Regions from separate parts of the Mus musculus genome. Here region 2 is linked to region 1. Evidence: chromatin contacts called from public Micro-C data. All regions are on one chromosome and are shown on one strand. Each heading gives the region's core, a stretch centred on a gene start, on an enhancer-like site or on the middle of the called end of the contact. The rest is flanking DNA. Distances are from core to core; before and after follow the strand shown.

Evidence for each region. Hi-C and Micro-C count contacts between places; a contact is called where the count stands out from the background.
Region 2: a Micro-C map of the G1E-ER4 cell line shows a contact between it and region 1, with 7 times the contacts expected there. The contact joins two enhancer-like sites. A contact is called at or near these places in 4 of 15 datasets of contacts at CTCF or cohesin (the G1E-ER4 cell line, large pre-B cells, pro-B cells and 1 more), 24 of 484 Hi-C or Micro-C datasets (the BV-2 cell line, the C10 cell line, the G1E-ER4 cell line and 13 more), 6 of 115 datasets of contacts at active chromatin or transcription factors (the HPC-7 cell line, T-cell acute lymphoblastic leukemia, embryonic stem cells and 1 more) and 1 of 9 other capture datasets (embryonic stem cells).

Annotation. Positions count from the first base shown.
Region 1 is chr4:117,802,562-117,809,547 of GRCm38.p6, reverse strand. No RefSeq gene overlaps it. Among named protein-coding and RNA genes, the nearest start is that of Gm40232, 19 kb to the right of the region's middle. Within about 2 kb of position 2,302, at least 19 of the 459 cell types and tissues checked have an H3K27ac peak or open chromatin away from gene starts, as enhancers often do. A contact at or near this core is called in the G1E-ER4 cell line, where this site is marked.
Region 2 is chr4:118,081,173-118,087,798 of GRCm38.p6, reverse strand. All of the region lies in intron 2 of St3gal3 (ST3 beta-galactoside alpha-2,3-sialyltransferase 3), which reads left to right. Among named protein-coding and RNA genes, the nearest start is that of St3gal3, 50 kb to the left of the region's middle. Within about 2 kb of position 4,023, at least 47 of the 459 cell types and tissues checked have an H3K27ac peak or open chromatin away from gene starts, as enhancers often do. A contact at or near this core is called in the G1E-ER4 cell line, where this site is marked.

The DNA.
Region 1 (6,986 bases), core at 1,053-3,552:
GCCCAGCTCAGTCCCCCCCCCCCCCCCCCAGAGAGACAGGGTTTCTCTGTGTAGCCCTGACTGTCCTGGAACTCACTCTGTAGACCAGGCTGGCCTTGAACTCAGAAATCCGCCTGCCTCTGCCTCCCAAGTGCTCCAAGTGCTGGGATTAAAGGCGTGCGCCATCACCGCCCGGCTGGTTTTTCAGTTTTAACCTGTTGTAAATAACACATGTCTTTTGGCACACATCCTAGGAGTGGAATTTGCCTCCAATCCTTTTTACAAATGTTTACAAATGTTTATACTTGGCATCAAGTGTTTTTATAAAGGGGTTGCACCAATTTCTAGTCCCACCAGCTGTGTGTGGCGGTTCACCATGGGAAAAGTACTTACAGCACAGCGATTGGGAACTTCCACAGACGCTTTCCTGAGAGAACCAGTTGTTAGTTGTTAGCCAACACTCCATCACACACAATTCCCAAGTTTCCATCATTTCGGTGGTATTGGCCTTTCTTTTTCCCTAAAGAAAAATAAATGGTAATTAACTAGTGTGGGAGGCTTGCTGGAGAAATCGAGGGCTTCAAATGTGCTAGGCAGGTGCTTAATCACTACGTTACAAACCCAGCCCCCTATGCAAAACAACATTTTTTGAGACAGGGTTTGCTCTACATAGCTCCGGTTGGTCTGGAAATTTAGGCCATGCTAGCTTCAAACTTACAACAATCCTTCTGAATGCTGGGACTACAAGCATGTGCCATGTACCTGATTTGTTCATTCATGTGTGTGTGTGTGTATCTGTTTTATACACACACATACACATACATATATGTGTGTGTGTGTGTGTGTGTGTGTGTATAGTGCTCTTTGTCTACATGCATGTATTCACGTGCATGCCTGATGTCTGCCTGCAGAGGTCAGAAGATGGTCTTGGATCCCCTGGAACTGGACTTACAGAAGGTGAGCCACCATTTAGGTTCTGAGCACAGAACAAGTGACCTTAACTACTGAGTCCAGCACCCCGACTCAAATTTTTTATTCACTATTTTTAGAATTCTAATGTAAAACAGAAGTTGAAAAAAAATCTTATTTTTTTTGTCAAGCCTAACTATTTATGTCAGACATATCTTATTTTATAGAATACGTCTATCTATATATGCACAAACCTCCAAATTTAAAAATGAGAACATTCTGTTTCCAGCCCCTTACAAATTCTCTTTTTCTTTCTTTCTCCACCATCCTCGTGTGTGAGTTGACTCTATCCTTGCCATGATTTCTCTCAAGAATTCCAGGACCAGGGCAGGCATGTGAGGTTCTGTAATTTCAGCACTGGGAGGTAGAGGCGAGAGGATCAGGACTTCAGAGTCATCCTGGGCTACATTGTGAATTTGAGGCTAGCCTGGGGTATATGAGGTTGTGTCACACAAATAAAAAAAATTTTCAATAAGGAAAAAAAAAGAGAACTTTGGATCAAGCAATTCCTGACCAATACGCAAACACGAAATTGCTTCATTCCCCAAAGGATTCGTATAAGAACTGATAGAATCAGAGTCAGATTCAGAGGGGACCCTGGAGCAGAACCCACCACCCAGCTGGAGCTGCAAGAAACTCCATGTGAGATGGCAAAAATATTTACACAAGGCATCTGTCACTCTAAGCCAAACATGTCTCCATGGATAACAGACACGTTGTCCCAGGTGTATCTCATCAGAAGGCAGGGAAAAGTTTCAGAGCAGCCCTGCTCCACCCAGACAGCTCTGGAACAACTCAAGTGCCTGTCAGCGATAGAGTGGGCAGGTTTTTAAAAAACATTTATTGTCTGTTTGTTTCCTTGCTTATTTATGTATTTTGTGTGTAGGTCAGAGGACAATTTGCAGGAATCATTTCTTTCTTTCCACCTTGGAACTCCCTGGGAGCAAACTCAAGTCACCAGGCTTGGAGACAGGCACCTTTGCCAGATGAGTCATCTCAATGCCCCTTGCATTCATTCATTCATTCTTTTATGTGTATTAGAATTTTGCCTGCACGTATGTCTGTACACCACTTGCATACCTGGTGCCCTCAGAGACCAGAAGAGGGAGTCATATTCCTTGGAACTGAAACTACAGATGGTTCTTAGCCACTATGGAGGTGCTGGGAATGAAACTTGGAGCCTCTGGAAGAACATTTAGTGTGTATAACCCCCAAGCCATCTCTCCAGTCCTCTTTCAAATTTTTAATTAAATTATATCTGTGGTACTAGAGATGGAACGGAGGGCCTCGTGCCTGTGAACAGGCAGCCTAGCTCAGGTTGGCAGTCTCCCAAGGTCAAGTATACTCTGAGGCTTTGGCTCTGAAACAGAACGGGTGGGGCTGGGTGGGGCTCTGTGGGAAGAGTGCTTATCTAGTATTCTAGCTTGGTTTTCTGTTCCTGAGATAAACAGCTTGGGGGAAGAAGGGATTTCAAAGCTGGAACCCGGAAGCAGGGGGCTGAGTAAAACCTTGAAGGCCACTGCATTCTGGCCTTCTTCCTCTGGCATGGTTAGATACCCAACTCCCATTCCCAGGCAGTTGGATGTGGCGGTTAAGACAGGTGTCACTATGTACCCCTAGCTGGCCTGGAACTTTCTGTATAGATCAAGCTGGCCTCAAACCCACAGAGATCCTGCCTCTGCCCCCAAGTACTGGATTAAGCATGTGGGTCACCACCGCAGCACAACTACCTCCCTTACACAGACCAGGCCCACCTGTCTAGGGATAGCACTGCCCATAGTGGACTGGGCCCTCTTGCATAACTAGCAATCAAGAAAATGCCCCACAGACATGTCCACAAGACAATCTGATAGAGGCAATTCCTCAAAGGAGGGTCCCTCTTCCCCCTTGTGCCACATTGAGAAACAAGACTGGCCATCACACTTAGCACGCACAAAGCCCTGCATAAAACCAGGCATGGTGGCAAATATGCACACTCAGCCCACCCGAGTCACAGCAGGGGGGGATCAAGAATTCAAGGCCGTCCTCTGTTACTTAAGGTCCGAGGCAGCCCTGGTCACTGGATATCCTATCTCAAAACCATGAAAGCTACAAACGAAAAGATAAGAGAGAAATGCTATCTTTTGTTTCTACATACTCTGTACTTTGAATGGAAAGATCCCGCCTTTAATCCCAGCACTTGGGAGGCAGAGTTCTCAGAACTCCCAGAACTCAAATCTCTGAGTTCAAGGCCAGCCTGGTCTACAGAGTGAGTTCCAGGATAGCCAGGGATAACCAGGGAGAAACCTTGTCTCAAAATAACTAACTAACTAACTAAATAAATAAATAAATGAAAGAAAGAAGTGAAGACACTAAAAAGTGGCACTACCAGGCACAGGAGAGAGCCTGCTAGAATGCTGGGATTGTTCCTATCTGGATCCGGGTGACGGCAGGACTGACTTGTATGTTTAATTGCATTTAAATTATGCCCTAATAAAAATTTTTTTTAGAAAACCAAAAACCTCGAACAGTTGGCAATTATTCAGAGTAATGTCAGTGACAGCTGCCAATTATGCTGACTGATGTCTTTAGGGACAGCCCTGTCTTTTTCCGATGTTCACTTGACACTGCAGTGTCCTCATGGAAATACCATTGTCCTGGTTTCCTTTCTGTTGCTGAGATGAAAACACTCTGGCTGAAAGCAGCTTAGAAGAGGAAAGCATTTATTTGGCTTACATGTCCCATCACAGTCCACCATAGAGGGAAGTTGGGACAGAAATTATAGAGGGAACTCAAAGCAAAGGCCAGGGGGATGCTATTTGCAGGTCCAGCCACTCTCAAGCTCGTGGGCTAGCTCTCCTATGCATCCTAGTACCACCTGCTTAGGAACGGTGCCACCCACAGTGGGCCAGGCCCTATTGCATCAATTAATATCAATTTAACCCCAACCAGCCAATCTGATCTAGATAATCCTTAAACCAAGGGTTTCCTCTTGGATGACTCTAGGCTGTGCCAAATTGACAGTTAAAGCTCATTAGGACAACACATTTTCCTCTAAAAAATTTTAACCCGGGGGGCTGGAGCTCAGTGGTTAAGAGCACTGACTGCTCTTCCAGAGGACCTGAGTTTGATTCTCAGCACCCACGTGGTGGCTAGGAACTGTCTGTAACTCCAGTTCCAGGAGCGCGAACTCCTAGTCTTCATAAGCACTGCACACATGTGGTACATAGATACCTGTGCGGGCAAAACACTGCATACATAAAATAAACATCAAAAAATCAAAACATTAAGCCAAAATTTTATAGAATCATATATATGATTAGTCCATAAGTGCAATGGTGTATATATATATATTATATGTATATGGCTAGATAGCCCCAAAAGTTATAAAGTAAAACTGATGAAGAGGAAAGCAGTTGGAGAGTAGGTAGGGATGGGCATCTTATCTTTAATCGCAGCACTCAGGAGGCAGAGGCAGGAGGGTTTCTGAATCTGAGGCCAACATTATCTGTATTAGAGAGATCCTGTTTTTTTGTTTTTTTAGCTTGATTTTTAAAAAAGAATTATTTACATTATGTATATGAGTATTGTAGCTGTCGTCAGACACACCAGAAGAGGGCATCAGAGCCCATTACAGATGGTTGTGAGCCACCATGTCTTTGCTGGGAATTGAACTCAGGACCTCTGGCAGAGCAGTCAGTGCTCTTAACCACTGAGCCACCTTTCCAGCACCTTGATATTTTTAAAAATTGGATATTTTCTTTATTTACATTTCAAATGTTTTCCCCTTTTCAGGTCTTACCTTCAGAAACCCCTTATCCCTTCCCCTTTCCCTCTGCCTCTCTGAGGGTGCTCCCCCCACCCACCCACTCCGGTCTTCCCACCCTGGTATTCCCCTACACTGAGGCATTGCACACCCTCATGCCCAAGGGCCGCTCCTCCCACTGGTGTCCAACAAGGCCGTCCTCTGCCACATATACGGCGAGACCTGTTTTTTAAAATAACAATTTATACACATAATTTATAAAAACAAACCAAGGGCATGAAGGCAGCTCATCACGTGAGGGTGCCTGTCATCAGCCTGACTGTCAGAGTGTGACTCCAGGGACTCACGCGGCAGGAGGAGAGAACTGACCTCCACAAGTTATTCTCTGATCTGTACATCACACACACGCACGCACGCACGTGTACATGCACACTGAAATAACAAAATGAAACATTGGGACAGAGTATGAGTTCTGGCTTGCTGGGATTTAACCCAAGGTCAAATACAGCAATAAAATAATTACATGCTTTTTAATTAAAATTCTATTTATTTTTGTGTAAGGGTCACTCAGGGAGGTCAGAGACCAACTTGTAGGAGCAGATTCTCTTCTATGTGGGTTCTGTATTGAACTCAGATTGTCGGGCTCTGCAGAAGTGTCTCTGCCCACTGAGCCACCTTGCTGACCCTCATTCTCTTTCATTATTAGTTACAATATTATACCTATTTATCTATATACAGGGCCTCATTATGTAGCTATGGCTGTCCTGAAACATCCTATATAGATCAGGCTGGCCTCAGACTCACAGAGATCTTTCTGCTTCTACCTCGTGAATGCTCAGAATGAAACCATCTCTCCAGTTTATCTATTTACTTGTGTGTGTGTGTGTGTGTGTGTGTGTGTGTGTGTGTGTCCAGATCAGAATACAATTTAGGGGAGCCAGTTCTCTCCTTTCATGTGAATTCCAGGGTTCGAATTCAAGTGCCTGGGATTGGGTTTTGCAGCAAGCATCTTTATCTGCTGAGCCATTACATTGGCCCTCATTTGCATTTGTTGTCGCTGTCATCATCATCATCATTTTTTTTAAGAGTCCTGGCCTGTAACTCATACTCCTGCCCTGCCTCACAGGTGCTAAGATTATACCTTCCTTTTTGTTTGTTTTATTATAGTTTTTTTTGAGACAGGGTTTCTCTGTGTAGCCCTGGCTGCCCTGGAACTTGCTCTGTAGACCAGGCTGGCCTTGAACTCAAGTGATCCACCTGCTTCTGCCTCCTGAGTGCTGCTACCACCTGGCAGTTTACCATCTACTCCTGTGGACCTGGGCTTGGGGCTCAGGGGTAGAGTTCTTGCCTCTCTCATGCAAGGCCCTGATTTGACCCCAGTGCTGTGACAGAAAACAGACACACCAAAAGTGAAACATGCTCTGGTATTTTATTTGACATTTTCTTTTGTCACAGACGCAGGAGGAATGAGTTTGCTTAGTAGACCAAAAAGGCAAAGGCTCTAAGGGGGCAGACCTGTAGTTAATGAACGTTCCATACACGTGGCTTGCTGCTGGCTGCAGCGGGGTGGGCACACGTCTCAGAGGTTCTTGGGTTAGTATTTTAGTTATCCCGACTGGGTTTGGATTTATGTTGGGTAGTCCTGACAAGGAAGTGAAGCCAACCCCACACAGGCTGCTGTTAGAAAGAGAGGTTGATGGGCGCTGTACTGGGAGGCACAGAGCGGGATGGGAAAAGGTGGAAGGTGACAAGATGAACGGAGATCCCCAACTGCCCCACAAGTCCGACAAGGAAAAGAATGAGAGGCTGGGCCTGGGGGTGTATACCTTCAATTCTAGAACTCAAGAGGCAGAGGCAGGTGGATCATGTGAGTTCAAGGCCAGCCTAATCTACATAAAGGGTTCCAGGCTAGCTAGGGTTACATAGGGAAACCTTGTCTCAAACAAACAGACAGACAAACAAACAGAATGAGCCAGGAGGTGGTGGCTCGTGCCTCAAACCGCAGCATGTAGGAGGCAGAGGCAGGGGGTTCTCTGAATTCAAGGCCAGCCTGGTCTACTGAGGGAGTGCCTCTGCTACACAGAGAAATCCTGCCTCAAAGGACAGAGAGGGGGAAAAAAAAAGAATGAGGAAAGTCAGCTGAAAACTGAGGAAGGCATAGTAGGCTAAACAGAAAGAGCTACAAACCTAATCAAAAGTATTGTTAATTAAGCAATTACATATAACAAGTGTGGAAAGTCTTAAGTAAACTTTAGTTAAAAGACGTTCAGAAGCCATCAAGATGGCTCAGCGG
Region 2 (6,626 bases), core at 2,774-5,273, 280 kb before region 1:
CAGCTGCACATACACACATGCACATACAGCAAAATAAATCTTAAAAGTCCCCATACAATCACCCGCTTCTCACCTGCACTGCCGTATTCAGTACACTAATGTTGAGCACACTATCTCGTAGGTGTTGTGTGAGATGACTTAGCATAACTATATGTGTGGCAATGTAAGCTGTATTTGACATAGTAGCTGCATCGCATCTTCATTTGTTTGTTTGTTTGTTTTGAGACAGAGTCTTACTATATAGCTCTGCCTGTCCTGGAACTCTCTGTGTAGACCAGGCTGGCCTCAAACTCACGGAGACTCACTTGCCTCTGCCTCCTGGGTGCTGAGATGAAAGGTGTGTGCCACCATATCTGGCTCACTTTTTAAATTGTTTTTAATGTGTGCGTGCCTGCGTGTGGCTGACACGCGTGTGAGTCTGGGTGACGCCTCAGTTACTTTTCTATGGCTGTGATAAAACGCCGTGTGTGCCCAGGGCAACTTAGAAAAGAGAGCGTTCAGTTTGGGGCTCACAGTTTCAGAGGGTTGTGTAGTTCATAACCATCATGGTAGGAAGCATAGCAACAGGCAGGCGGGCATCAGGCAGGCAGGCGTGGCACTGGAGCAGTAGCTGAGAGCTCACATCTGATCCATTAGTGCAAGAGAGGAAGGGGGGGAGGAAGTGTCGGGAGGAAATAGTGTGGGCTTTTGAAACCTGAAAGCCCACCCCAGTGACACACTTCCTGCAAAAGATCACACCTCCTAATCTTTCCCAGACAGTTCCACCAGCTGGGACCAAGCATGGAGACTTAGGAACCTATGGGGGCCATTTTTATTCAAACCTCTACAGGGTTCCTACAGGGGCAGAGGTGTTGGATCTCCCTGGACCTGGAATTACAGATAGGTTTGGGGTTGTTTGTTGTTGTTGTTGTTATTGTTTGAGACTGGGTCCTAGACCAGGCTGAATATGAAGTCACAGAGCTCCACCTGCTCTGCTTTCCAAATGCTGGGATTAAAAGCATGCGCCACCAGAACCATTATCACTTGTGTGTGTGTGTTCTGTGTGTGATTGTATGCGTGTGAGTGCAGGTGCCCATGGAAGCCAGATCCACTGGAGCTGGAATTACAGGCAGTTGTGAGGTGCCTGACATGCCTGCTGGGAATTGAACTTGAGTCTCTGGAAGAAGAGTCAATGTTCATAACCATTGAACCATGTTTCTAGCTCCTCCATCGCACGCATTTCAGCTTAACTATCTTTTCCAGTTGAGGATTGACAGGACATGGCTCCACTGTGAGTTGACTATCTGTGGCCTGATGACTTTTTGATTTTGGTTGTGGGGACAGTGGGGATAGATTCTCATTCCAGGTCAGCTCGGGTTGGCTTTTGCCTTGCTCCAGCCTCCCCAGTGTCAGGGTTATAAGCATAAGACATCGTATCCAGCTTGGTGGTGACGGTGACGTACCGCTACAGAGAGACCAGTCAGGGCTGGGAAGGTGGCTCGGTTGGTGAAGTTCTTGCTTTTTGAGCACGAGGACCAGAGTTTAGTTCCCAAGAATTCATGTAAAAAGTACCAGGGTATCAGTGTGCACGCAGCAGCCCAGCCCTGGGAGTGGAAGCTGGAGCCCAGCTCCATTGCAGCCAGGATTACCTAACTGGCGAGCCTCAGGCTAATGAAAAACCCTGCTTCAAAGGCAGTGGCCAGGCTTTGTGTGAGGCTAAGACCTGGGGTTGTCCTCCAGATGCCTTTGCTCCACACGACGAGCTTCCACCTAGATGGGAATATGTCCACAGACAGACAGACAGACAGACAGACAGACATAATACAGAGAAGATCAAGGCCAGGCATGTATAGAAGTAATAGAATACTTGCCTGCATCCACGAAGTGGATCTTCCCAGGTTGGATTCCCAACACTTCAAAGTGAAAGAGAAAAAACAGAACACAAGGAAACATTCATTAGTTTCTTGAATGATGAATTTTTAACTTCATTATAAAGATGGGAAATGTGAAAGCACAATTCTTAAACGTCAGTATGACGGCTGGAGAGATGGCTCAGCGGGTAAGAGCACTGGCTGTTCTTCCAGAGGTCCTGAGTTCAGTTCCCAGCAACCACAACCATCTATAATGAATGGGATTTGATGCCCTCTTCTGGCACACAGGTGTACATTCAAATAGAGTATACACACACATCTTTAAAAAATTCATTATGAAAAAGACAACTTTATTTTTTATTATTCCTAAATTTTATTTGATTTTATAGAAGTGGCGGTTTTGCTTTTATGTAATCTGTGTGCTGTTAGATTCCTGGTGCCCCAGGGGACCAGAAGAGGCGTTGAATCTCCTGGAACTGGAGTTATAGGTGGTCGTAAGCTGCTGTGTGTGTGTGTGTGTGTGTGTGTGTGTGTGTATGTGTGTGTGTGTTTGTGTGTGTGTGAACCTGAGCCCTCTAGAAGAGCAGCTTGCGTTCTTAACCACTGGGCCATCTCTCCAACACCCACACCCCCATCTCTGGCCCAGTGAACTTGGTGAGAACCTCAGATCCAGAAGGCTTTGGTGGAAACCAGTATTTCTAGTCTAGTCGTCCCCAGTGAGTCCCCAGCAGTGGGCTGGCAAAAGGCCCAAATATAAGTTGAAAAATGTTTGAAGCCGCAGCATGATCTTGAAGGTAGCTGTCTACAGAGTCCCGTTAACACTGTTCTATTTTGGGTATAAATGTCTTCATTTATTCAGAAGAGGGTGGGAAATTGTACATATGTTCATGTTTATCTATACATAAGCCTAGATCACATCTAGATTTGCATACGTGTGTATAAAATAACTGTGAGCACGAAATCTAGAAATAATAACTTTGGTTGCCTTCCAGGAAGAAAGCTGGGAGATGTGAGACTGAATAAAGTAAGAGAGAGTGCTAGAGAGAGAGGGAGAGAGAGAGAGAGAGAGAGAGAATGTGTGTCTGTGAGACTGGAGAAGGTGAGAGAGAGTGCTGGGAAGAGAGACAGAGAGAGGGAGAGGGAGGGGGGGAGGGAGTCTGTGAGACTGAAGAAGGTGTGAGAGAGTGCTGGGGAGAGTCGGGCTGGAGGAAGAGAGGGTGCCAAAGAGCATGTGTGTGTCTGTGTGTGTATGCATCTATGTGTGTGTGTGTATGTGTGTATGTATATGCATGTGCCTCTGTTTGTGTTTGTGTATGTGTCTGTGTGTGTATATGTGTGTGTGTCTCTCTATGTGTTTCTGTGTGCATACATGCTCTCACCATGCTGTGTGACCCACTATTCCCACTCCCAAGAGTTCATCCACAGCGTTCCTGCAGAGTTACCCACTGCAGGATTTTCTGTGTGTTTGCTTGCACTGTCATTTTTCCTTTTCTCTTTTGTGTGTGGGTGTCTTGCCTGCACGTGTGTCTGTGTACCATGTGTGTGCCTGGTGCCCCAAGACCAGAAGAGGCTAGAAGATTCCCTGGGTCCTCAGTAAGAACAGTGAGTACTCTTAGAGGCTGAGCCATCTCTCTAACCTGACATTGTTTCTTTGTTTTTTAGTAGCAAGTGTTTGGCAGCTATTTAGGTGTTTATCAGCAGGGAACAAATTAATGAATTAGGTTCCCATTTAGTGAGTCTGAGGCTGGAGCTAGAGGGCCTCTATGTACTGGTAGGAAAAGGTTTCTAGAATGTATCTTCAGATGCAAGACAAAAGTGTCAGGAGTTTTGCATGGGTCTGGCAATGCTCTAAAGTGTTTGTCATCATTCAAAGTCAGTGCAACTTGTTATTCCATTCCTTTTATTATAAAATAGTTTTGAAACATTTTCCTCTGGGCTCTAACGTGTCATTATTATGAGCTTTCTTATTATGAGCAGTATTTGGCACAGAGGAGTGACAAAATCACATTTTTGAGTTATTAAATCTGTTCCACTTTGAGCCAATCAGAGTGACCTCCTACTGATTAGTGTCTGGTGGCCAAGTGCCTTTATATGGTATTCAGCTCTGTACTGGAGCATCGCGGAGTAGCAGTCGGCCTGGGCCACAAGGGGGCAGCAGAACCCTTTGATTGCAATAGCACGGATGGCTTTTGGCCAAGTCCAGCTGCTGCTTGCTTACTGTCCTTCAACTCAGCTGTGTGCACCTAGGAGTCAGGGCACTGTGCGAGCCGACCTCAGAGGTGAGAGGGGTGAGAGGGGAAGGGGTGGGTTTCCGAGTCACCTTCCCTCCTCTCTTACAGGCTGTCCAGTGGATTACAGAGCAGTATGGGAGACATTAGGGGTGGTGCAGCAAGCTAGCACATACACAATCACTGAGGCTTCAGAGCCTCTTGCCTGACACTGAGTCCTGGCTCTGCAGCTTTGGGCTTATGTTCCTACGCTTCGAACCTAAGATTATCAGGGAGATAATCTAAGTAAACCTCTTAGCACTACACCGTGGTGAGCATTGGAAATAGCTGATTACAGGCTCAGTGAGGAAGGACACTCGCCACAAGCCTGCCATCCTGTGCACGATCCCTGAAACACACTTAGTGGAAGCAAGAACCGGCTCCAGCAAGTTGTCCTCTGATCGCCACATGCATTTTTACCCACACATACATAAACACACACAATATATACATTAATGTCAAAACATTTTAAAATAGATGTTCATAATTAAAATAATATTAGTTGGACTGGAGAGATGGCTCAGCGGTAAAGAGCACTGACTGCTCTTCTAGAGGGCCTGAGTTCAATTCCCAGCAACCACATGGTGGCTCACAACTATCTGTAATGAGATCCAATACCCTCTTCTGGTGTGTCTGAAGACAGCTACAGTGTGCTCATACTCGTAAAATAAATAAATTAATCTTAAAAAAATATCAGTTACCAGCAGAGATGGGTAATAGATTCTTAGTGGGTTATTTTTGTTTGTTTGTTTGGTTGGTTGGTTTTTATTGGATATACAGTCTCTCTATGTAGCCCTGGTTGTCCTAGAACTCCCTATGTAGATTAGGCTGCCCTCAGACTCACAGAGATCCACCTGCCTCTTCCTCTTGAGTGCTGAGATTAAAGGCATGTGCTATTGCTGGCTTCTTGACTTGTGACTCTTTCTTATGTATTTAGTAATTGTTTTTGTTTGGTCGCAAGCAAGGTAGAAATATTTATTTAGAACCATTTTAAAGCTGTTTTTTTTTCTCAGAGGGGCTTACAAAGTACTTATGGCCTTGTTTACCCTCTATAAAATAGTTTTTTTTAATTGTTTGTGTACATGTGCATGTATCTACTGTGTGAGTTCTAGATCTCTGCAGTCTCGGGTTTAAAGCTCTCATCCCAGTGTGTCTCCGCGTGTTTTTGACGGGAAGGTGTGGTGTCAGTGCTCAGGTGAGGCAGGTGGGCAAGGTGGTATTGTTGAGAGAGGCACACTCTGAGATAAATTTCAGGTGGGGTAAGCTCACCAGGGCGCGGCTGTGGGAGCAGCCCCCGGAAGGACAGGAAGGGAGGCAGAGAAATGCAAGGGACACTCACGTAAGAAGTCACGTATGGTTCGCTCTCAGTAACGACCTCACTGTGCCCGTGGAGATGGGGGTTGAGCCGGTCCTTTTAAATGGAGGGAGGGGAGTCTGCTTTTGTAGTTCCTTGGTCACCACTATCCGTTGGTCCAGGGCTGCCCCAGAGAGGGTACGAGACCTCAGAGCTGACAGTGCCCGTCAGTCCAGAGTGCTGACAGCTGGGGGATCATAGCAGCTGATGAGCAGATCTTGTTTCTCCTGGGGCATCTGAGTGGCATCCTGCAGAGTCCTGTAGCTCTGCCACGGTGTCCAAGTCACTTGAAAGGGGGATGCGCGACATGGTGTCTAATCCATTTGCATTTCTATGACAAAATACTTTATGTGGGGTTATAGTTTTCAGGGTTGGAGATGCAGCTCAGGTGGTCGAGAGTGCCCACCTAGCACGTATGAAAATCAGTGTTCAGTCCCCAGCACTAAATAAACCAGGTGCTGTGGTAAGGAAGCAGGAAGAACAGAAGTTCAAGATTGTCCCTGACTACTTAGTGAGAGATAGCTTGGAACTGGACTGATAAGCCAGGCTGGCCTTAGTTCACAGAGCTCTGCCTGCCTTGCCTCCTGAGTGCTGCGATCAAGGCAGTGCATCAACACTTCGGGCTCCCAGATTCGTATTATTGTAACATATTCTCTCTGGCAAGTATTAACCCTCGAGAAAATGGTACTTTTAAAACCCAATTGCCCTCCAGTACGCTCTGCCTCTTAAATTGCCCCACCACCCACTTCTCAGTGCCAGTGTGTTGGAAATGGGCTTGTAGGCCATGAACCTGCTGGGGACGGACTACTTCGCAGCTGTCACACATGGCTGGGATAAAGAGAGATGGCTTTGGATGGCGTGGAACACTCGTGTGCACACACACCTTTGCACGTACACAGCCATGGTGCCCACGCTTGACACCAAGTATCTTCCTCGGTCGTTCCCCCCTTTGGCTTTTGAGTCAGGTTCTCTCATTGAACCCGAAGCCTTCCGGCTCTGGGGGTTCCCCTGTGTCTGCTTCCCCAGTGCTGGGCATAGACACGAGCTGTGCGCATTTCAGTGGGTGCTTAGGAATCAGCTATCATGTGCTTCACTCACATGGTCCCACCTAGCAGAGGGAAGACAGGAAGACCATGTGGCCCTCACTGCTGCAAT